Regions from separate parts of the Siniperca chuatsi genome. Here region 2 is linked to region 1. A link is a contact called in public Hi-C data. All regions are on one chromosome and are shown on one strand. The core of a region is the stretch at or near the end of the contact, and the rest is flanking DNA. Distances in the headings are between cores, read along the strand shown. Region 1 holds the start of smg5 (protein SMG5). Region 2 holds the start of rbm8a (RNA-binding protein 8A).

Evidence for each region. A called contact is a pair of places that touch in the nucleus more often than the background predicts.
Region 2: a contact with region 1 is called in a Hi-C map of liver, with 4 times the contacts expected there. The contact joins the promoter of rbm8a here to the promoter of smg5 in region 1. A contact is called at or near these places in 2 of 3 Hi-C or Micro-C datasets (liver and skeletal muscle).

What each region holds. Positions count from the first base shown.
Region 1 is chrLG9:6,370,268-6,375,101 of ASM2008510v1, forward strand. smg5 (protein SMG5) reads left to right here and starts at 2,887. Exons shown (of 22, transcript XM_044207785.1): 1 at 2,887-3,341; 2 at 3,782-3,880. The coding sequence starts at 3,277.
Region 2 is chrLG9:6,504,845-6,509,678 of ASM2008510v1, forward strand. It overlaps rbm8a (RNA-binding protein 8A), which reads left to right and starts at 2,017. Exons shown (of 6, transcript XM_044206959.1): 1 at 2,017-2,169; 2 at 2,762-2,821; 3 at 2,936-3,013; 4 at 3,908-4,044. The coding sequence starts at 2,103.

The DNA.
Region 1 (4,834 bases), core at 1,637-4,136:
AAATAAGTGTGCCTCCCCCCTTATACTCTTACTAACTTTAGATCCATTAACTCTACTGGTCACTCATCTTCATATCCCTTGACAAGCCATAGCCCCCAAACTCCATTATTGTTGTTTTGACAGGACAGACATTTGGGGATTTTGTGTATATTAATGGAAGAGTGGTGTTGCAGAGTGTATTGCAGTTGTATATGGAATTGTTATGAATGTGGATATTCTGATCATTCAATTATTATTGTAATAATGATAATAATTATTGCCACTTTTGTTGATTAATTCCTTTGATGCGGTTGATGAAGATGCCATTGTTCCTTTTTTTTCTTTTTTTCTTTTGGAATACACCGGAATTTATATTTTTCGGGTGGGTGAATCTGGAGATAGAAATACGTAAATAAATTAATAAATAAACAAATAATTAAATTCTTAAACAGGTGTGGAAATGTGTGTTCTGTTTCTTAATGCATTGACTTGGACTTTCCATCCACTTCAGATTAAAGGGTAAATCTGATGATAGTCTATATTTTTCTGATTGTCAACAAATCCCAAGAACATCATTGTTGTCCAAAAACTATTAAAAACACATCAATGAGCCACACAGTTGCACTGGGTGACATGTTCCGTCATTACCATGAACACAAACACTGTACTTTATTTTGACTCAACCCCACATACACCGCCCTGCTGCTGTAAATAATCACTAGATCCCCAAATGTGTATTAATCCGCAGCTGAAAATAGTCACGAACAAATGCACTTTTTACTCCTGTTTGAGTAATGTTCGCTAAAAACTACAGTGCCCAGCTGTTTTAGGAAATCACTGGACTTTTCATGGGATTTGTTGACAACAACAAAAATAGAAAATATCGCCAGCCTTGTCATTTAAATGGTAGGAAACATGGCTTACTTTTTGTCTGGAGGTAGTGTTTGGTCACTTCCTTGAAGGCTAGGGCCATAACTAACTAATATTTCAATCATCGATTAATCTGTCAATTATTTTCCAAATTAAATGATTGACAATTTTAAATTGCTTGTTTTATCTGAAAAACAGCCCAAAACTCCAAATAATTTAATTTACAACCATATTAAACAGATAGAAGCAGAAAATCCTCACATTTGGGAAGCTGGTACCAGCAAATGTTTTGTATTTTTGGTTGATAAATGGATCAAATGACGATTAATTGAATATGCGATTATTCGACTAATTGACTGATTGTAAATATAAAGGCTCACAGCAGGCACACCCTCTTAACAAGGTTATGAATTGTAAAGAAACAAAATCCTCTATCACGTCAGAAATTACACACTTTGTATCTGAATACTAACTGAAAACAAAGGTTAGGTTATCGATCTGCTTTGCTTCTTCCAGTGTTTGCAACAGAAACATTCATTTTCTGGACTTGCAAGCTCTTTCACTCTTATTTTGTGTCTGGATCTGTGGTTAGATCACAGGTATGTCTTTGCAGCTTGTGGTTGCATCATAGTGCTTGCTCATCTGGGTCATCTACATTTTTTCTGCATCTCAGGACTGTGATTCTTCTCTTGGTGAGCAGAGCAGATCATTTCCTCACACTCTCCCCAGCTGAGTTGCTGAGAGCATGGATGGTAGGCAGGATCTGGGAACTGGGGACTCGACTGAATATAGCAAGCTTGTAATTATCCTCGCCCTCCTACACTTAATCGCCTGAGATCCTTAGTGGGTTGGCAACTTCTGAGTTTGTACAGAACAGAAAAAAATAGATGGTTCATACTGTGTAAATAGAACAAACAGAGCTTGCTCCAGACCAGAGCATCAAATGCATTCATATAATTATTCTGCCAGGTTAAGGTCTGAAGAACATTCATGCCACAAAGAAATGAACATTTCTCATGTCAAACTATGTACCTATATAATAATTTATCAAAAATGTGCAGTATTTCTATCAAAATGACATCACTTCTACATTCTTGGAAAACATAATTACATGCTTACACAATTCCAACCAACAAAACCATTACATAGTGAACCAGCAGCTTAATAAAACTGCCTTTTTCTAACTAACTGATACCACATTGACTTACATCTTTCAGTGATCCCCTCCATCATCATCTGGCATGCCAATATCCTGTTTCCACAGTCAGGAAATAAATAAAAATACATGAAATTTAGGAAGCAAGCATCTCTCAAAATGCCATTTCTCTGTGACTAACATTGCATTCAGGGACGTAAAATAATCTATGATCTTTATAGACCTCTATTGGCAGCCAGGAGGAATTACAACAAAAGAGTTTATAGTGGCTATGATCACATACTGTAATTCTGCCATCATTAGCAACAGTTTTTTCATCAGCCCCATGTCCTTTGTAAGGGAAAAAAGACGAGGAAGGTATGCAAATGGTGTAAGTATGAATGCAAAGTTGGGAACTGGAAAGAACTGACAGTTGTTTGTGACACAACCTTAAGGTCTCTATACTGGAAACTACGGGAGGTCACTAAAATATCCTAATAGGGATGTTAAAGGTGGAAGTTGTCCCACCATAACAGGTAAAACGAAAATCTGCAGAAGAGTGAAGGAGATGTAAACCTGAGAGGTCTAATCTGGAAAAATAAGTGAAAACACCTGTGTGGGTGGTCCATAGGTGTGTAGGGCTTTAATAGATTTGTGATTTTTTTTTGAAGTTATAATGTGATCTGTAAAATCTCCCTGATTTGATTCAGTAGCAGGTTGGGAGACGAGAGGTAGTCTAAATAATATGTTACACAGTTAGGGGTGGGAGATTATAATATTGAGAGGGAACATACATGTAAATACATTCTTTGCAGGGGCATGAATTGTTTTTATCAATGTTTTCGCTAATGGGGGATCTGTAGACTACCTGGCAACCCCTGATATAATCTGGTGAGTAGTCTGTAGTCTCGCGGTATTCAGGCGGTTACTGCCTGATAGGAATAATGGCCGCCTTCGTAGCAATGGCTGGAACAGGGAACAACACAAGAAGCATACCAGAGCATTTTAGCTGACCAGGAAGAGCGTAAATTACTGGGCACCCCCTCCTACCCGGTTTTCAGAACGGATGGGTAGAGGGGGTCTTGCCAAAGGATATAAGAAACGAAAGAGACTCGGAGGGAAAGGGAGGAAAGCTAACACTACCTTGATAGCTAGCGCTAGCTGGCTATCAACACGGTTGTCACTGCTGGGGAACAAACCCGAGTAGCCCTGACAACTGTGTGTCGGAAGGGCTGAAGGAAACGGGGACTAAACGCTGAAGCGTGCGATCAAACAACTGGCTTCTCGCTAATATGAGTGGACCGGGGCAGGACAGCGAGCCAGAGGCGAAAGTCCTTCTCATTAAGAGGCTTTACAGGTAAGTTGGCGAGGCCGTTTTGCGTAGCTAACCAAGGTGCTAATTGAACGTTGTTGTTCTAGCTAACTTAGCGCTAACCAATCAATGTTTGCTAACACAAGAAAGGGTCTACCTGTTCTTCCATTCAGTAAGCTGTCACGACAATGAGTAGCCCAACATCCCTGCATACTCGTCAGTGTAACATAAGCTAAATATGACCGGGCAGGCATCATGCTTTGTGTAGCTTATGTTAGCGTGTCACATCATGATTTAGCTGTATTTGTCATTACCGCCCTTGATACAGAGAAATGAAACAGGAACGATTTTGGTTGCTAGCAAGGTAGCCCGGTGTATTTGAGATGGCATTTGTTCCTGACATACATTATCGACTTGTAAATGTTTAGCTCACAGAGTTAACCTTGTAATTATGCTAATGCTTTTTGTTGCCCAACGCTGCCTAGGGCTGTGGTGGAGTCTGTGCACAAGCTGGATGTCATCATCGGCAGCAAAGCATCCTACAGAGAGGTCTTCAAGCCGGAGAACATCAGCCTTCGCAACAAGTATGTCCAGAGTTGTCTCAGCAGTGTGTGAGAAAGGAGGCAGGAGTGTAACTTAAACCTCATAGGCGTGCAATCTCCGTATCATCTGGCCAGTTGTTCTGAACATAATTATGAATTCCCCTGTGTGAATTCAAACCCATCAAACAGTCTCCGGTCTCACCTTCAATTAATTTAGCTGATAAAATAGCTGATAAAACTACATCTCTATTATTCTGTGTGTTCAATTGGGATTGACACTCCACGGCATCTCTGTGAGCTTATAGACTCTGTTCAGACCTGGTATTCTGTATCCAAATTCTGTCCAAATCCAGTTCACACTTTTAGCATTAGAAACATGTCTAATGTATTTAAACTGACCGCTTATGCTTCAATATAGTCATTGTGATCTCTGCATGATTAAACAAAACAAATAAACATACTAGATGTGTGCTCAGTCTTACAGCTTGCGAACAGGATTACAGTTATTTTCATACTGGATTCAGTGAACCATAAGCTCAAAAAGAGGAAGTTGGAGGTAAATGTGAGAAAGAGACTTGACCATGTGTCTACACAGATGTAAAGACAGAGGAGATTGTATCTCATCCTGTTCAGTGACTGCCTTGGGAGCTAGACAGGCCTTCACTGTGGTCAGGGTTGCATGTAGAGCTTTAGCGATTGCTGATCAGTTATATCGGTTAATTTTGGACTGTTGGTCGGACAAATAAGATCTTTTAAAAACGTCACCTTGGGCTCTAGGAAATTATAATGGGCTATTTTCTGACATTTTGTAGACCAAGCTATTAATCACTTAATCAAGAAAGTAAGATTAATCGTTTGTTGCATTTACACTACAATACAGGGGCATATGCATCCCTGACTACTTCTGAACGTGGCACGAGCGATTAGATTCCATTGCACACAGTTTGGGATGATTTTACACCTGTATTTAGAAGTATCCACTAGTGATCAGTTCCC
Region 2 (4,834 bases), core at 767-3,266, 130 kb after region 1:
TAAGATTAAAGTTCATGTCAGCTATTATCTTTCCGTAGCATGCATCACACTGACTTCAGCCTGTAACAGTACAGTTTTGTACTAAAGAATACTGATAGGCAAATTGAAATACTTGAAATATTGTATCAAACTGCAGACTTATGAGAAAGATTTTTTTTTAATGGCTATCTTTGGTGTCAGATTATCTTAAACTAATGTGGTTATCTGCACCACCATGTGACATATCTTACATACCTCTACTGATCCTACTTTAAGTACAACACTGTAATAATTGCTCAAGAATGCTCCTATCTCAGCATAAACCAAACCATTGTCTCTCTCTGACCACTGTTACACTTTTCTTTTATTCATCAATCTATCCATGTTTCTGCTTATATTGTGGTTTTGGAATGCAACCAGGCAACAGGGCAAGCAGCACAGCAGCCCACTGGTCCGGTTCCCCTATAAGCTCCAAGGATTCCTCTGGTCAGCTTTGAGATGCGGCCCTCTGACATTGGCCACTAGCCGCCAGCGTTGTAAGACATTGTAAGAGCAGTCTTATGAAATTGCTAAGTGGAAAGTGAGCGCTGCTTTTTGCCCATTTAAATCTGTGACTTCAAGCAGCCGTTAACTGCCTTAATCTTGTGACCACAGATGAACTTGTCACTAACAAATCTGCTATTATTCCCGCGTTACTGCAGCCAGTACACTTGATCAGGAGTCACAATTAATTTTACCCTCACTCATTACCAAGACTGATCCCGTCCACTCAGGCCCGTTGTTCATTCATTACTTACAAACACCTGAGAGGTCTCTCTAATGCCACCAAACAAACTCTCCCAACCTCAGCTGATCCTCAGTATCCTCTGGAAAATGAGATGTGACACATCCTTTTCACATCCCATTTCCAGCCTGAACAAGTATTCTTTATGCCAATACTGCAAACAAAACCCTCTTAGGTTCCCCCAAACTAAGGAATTGAAAAAAGTATTGCTTTGGTACTGGTAACAAAACTCAGGTGGCACAGATATGGAAAATCTTCAAACAATACCCAGCCATGGTGTAGACAGGACTAACAGACTCCTTTCTCCCCTCAGTTTTGTGAAAGGCGAAAGGGTCTATATATTGTGTCCAGTGTCCAATGTAGTAATCTGCAGTAGTAAGGCTTTCGGGTAAGGTTTTCAGGAAGAATGAGAAGTGTGATCCCTCTAAAGCTGAAATCTACCCTTCCAGCTAATGGCTGCTGTTCCCTAAATCTGTATGATACTCAACCATGACGCTCCAACAACATCTACTGTACTATTTCTTGCACTTTGTTCCTGCAGAGATTACTAACTAATCAGTCTGTTCTGATTCCACATGCAGCATATTTGGAGGTGAAATTAAAACTCATGTCAGTCTTTCACAAGGCATTTCCAGCACATCCTCACTACATGTTTTCTGTTTACCAGGCTTTGTCTGTCAGTCTCCTTTGTCATTTGATCCAACTCTCCACCAGATGGTGATCAAATGACAGTCCTTCTCTCTACCTGAGCGTCCAGAACATGCAGCCTCAGGTCTCAATACATGGCCCAATAGCCTGCTTGGATGCATGAGAGCCCTCTGCTGGTCATGTGAATTACTTTTGGTACGGTACATGTGGAACCATGAGAATCTGTGGCTGGTCTAGAAGTAAAACATACAAAAGTATCAGCGACATCAAGACCCTAGTGGTCCATAGTTATCCAACTGGCATTCATGCAGAATGTCCCATTTCAGAATAATATATATTATATCACTGGGTTATAATTAGTGATGCATTAATGTACATCACTTTAATGTTTCTACTAGCCTACTTTATATACTGCTGGGTAGCTTGATCCATAATAATACATCCGATCCATCATAATTCATAAACTTGTGGAGGTATTCAGTTTGACTGCTGACTGTGTAGTTGGGGTATAGTAAGAAGAGAAACTAAAGCAAGATACATTTGATTTACTGTAGTTTACTATGCAGTAAATGTACTGTAGTTACTTAATTCTACGCAACCTGGCAACATCAGCCAACCTGTTGGCTCTATATGCGTAAGTACGTACGCACGTTGCGTCAGTGAGCCGCATACACACACACACACAGACATCATGGCGGACGTACTGGACCTTCATGAAGCGGGAGGCGAGGACTTTCCTATGGATGAGGATGGTGATGGTAATAATAATACCTATGCCCACTGGTAGATGCCCCATAACACCGGCGTTTAAATGATGTGTAAAAATTGAGGTTTACATCAAAATGGCCGTAGCCGAAAATGCTACAAACGCTTACTGCGTGGTAGCAGGCCTGAGAAATGCTAACAAGCTAATATTTAGCTAACAACGTACTAGTGGTTCATTCAAACGCTCTTTGTAAGCTAGCTGGGTCATGATTATTGCAAACTCTAAAGGTCCCTTTAACAAAATGTTTCTGTAAATATGTTCTGTAGCTTAACAGGTTAGTATACATTATCTTAAGATATAACTTGGAGCACACTTAGCCTGTTATTAGCCGCCGCTAGCTCTTTCCCTCCTATAGCTATCAACTAATAGTAAGATACACTGACAAAACTGCTCAGAACTTACAAGTCCTATATAACATATAACATATTTTTGTGTAACTATAGCGTTAACAATAGAACATCTATCCACAGTTTAAATACATAAAAGTAGTAGTTTGCTAGTTGCTTAACTTGCGAACAATGGGAGCACAGTAAAAGATGTAGCAGCATGCGTAGATTTTGACTTGTTCAACTTTCCTCCCCCAGAAAGCATCCACAAGTTGAAGGAGAAAGCCAAGAAGAGGAAAGGACGAGGCTTTGGCTCAGGTGAGTTTCCACTGGTGTGATATTTGTTCAAGTAATCTCCTGCTGAAACCCTTTAATACAGTTTGTTAGGCTTGTCAGCAGTGTTTTAATATTTTTCTGTGCTGCTGTCTCCAGAGGAAGGAGCCAGGTCCAGAATCAAAGAGGACTATGATACTGTGGAACAAGACGGGGATGAGCCAGGCCCTCAGAGATGTAAGTGTAGCAGTGCATATTAAGGATGTAATTTAATTTAAATGTCAGCTAATAATAATAATAATAGTAAAGTTAATAATAAAGTTTAAGCTGCATATTTGGTAAACGGACTGTACTTGTATAGCGCCTTTCTAGTCTTCCGACCACTCAAAGCGCTCCACACACATTCATACACTGATGGCAGAATTGCTCATCAGTACAAAGAAACTAGTGAAACTAATCATTCACACGCACTCACACACCGAAGGAGCAATTTGGGGTTCAGTGTCTTGCCCAAGGACTGTGGGAAGCCTGCGATTAAACAAGTTGCTACCTTCTCTGTTGTTTGAATTTAGTTACCTCACAACAATTCACAAAACTAATGATTGAAATCTGTCTCTTGTCACCAGTTATTGGCTTATTTCTCAACCACTCTTTAAAAATTGTCTGCACATGAACAATTAACTAGATTAAAAAAATATTCTGTCAATTGTACAACAAAAAATATTTTTTAACCTGTCTCCCACCTTATTTATATGAAAGTATATTGAAAGAAAGCTGCTTGAAACAGGTTGGAAAATATATTTAAAATCTTTTTTTTTTTTTTTGTGTGTGTGCAGTGGACGTATGTTTTTATCCAGATGGTTAGAATGGTTTTTGATTATTCTGGAAATAGCTTTTGCTAAAATGGCAGCTTAGTTCTGAGACTCAAATATAATGTTCACATAAAAGAGGCACAAACAGGGGCGCAGTAGGCTTTATTTTGGTTAGACCAATGCTTGTATGTATATCTTGCATGGATTGAGAGCTTTAGTAATCATAACTGTACTTGGCTTATTAGTTTACGTAGTTGAAAGTGCTGCTTGGTTTATTATTTGACCCTCGATGCCTTTTCTTGTCTTTGTCTTGTTGCAGCTGTGGAGGGCTGGATCCTGTTTGTGACAGGGGTTCATGAAGAGGCCACAGAGGAAGACATCCATGACAAGTTTTCTGAATTTGGAGAAATCAAGAATCTGCATCTCAACCTTGACCGCAGAACAGGCTACCTCAAGGTGAGACAAATGACCATGCATCAATAGCCTGTTTGTGGCTTTCAGTGTTTCCATTTCATGGAAGAGATGTTCACATTCAGTCTATGCACACCTGTTACTGTTTATTTTGTATTTTTCATTGACACAGCTTCTGGGCCAATTGCTTCCTCTAATAGGTTTCAAATGTAATTTGTACAATATAATCAGGCATTCAAAGTACACCTCATATTTCAAACAATCCAATGGATGGTCAACTTGGATGTTAACTTGTGTGTGCAGATCTGCTGATTTTAAAAATGCAGGTCAGAAGATCTTTGATTGGATATGATATTGCTCTAATCTAAAGTAATACGATTTCTTGTAGAACTGAACCAATATTTTAGCATTGCAAATACACACGTGTGCAGTAGTCCCACTGCAAAAGATGCAGTGTAATAAAGCCAATTAGGCCCACCACTACACATACCATTTCATGGTTCATGGTACCCCCTTCACGCCACACACACAGACCATATATACAAATATTTCAAATTTAGAATTATTACAATAAAGAAAAAAAAAACTAAATTAAAACCAAAATGTTGCAAAGTTTGAGGGAGCTACTGGCTGCTGCATCTGCACGTGCCACCGTCACCATGGTAACATGTTAACTTGATTTGAAAATGTACTTAGAAAAAAAGAGCCTTTCCTGACTAATTATAAAAACAATTGAGTCCATCTGATATATAATGGTAATCTTGTATGGATTTTTGCATTTAACTTTTAAAGTGTGTGAAGAAGAAAGAAACAATAAGGTTTAGTTTTCTAAAAA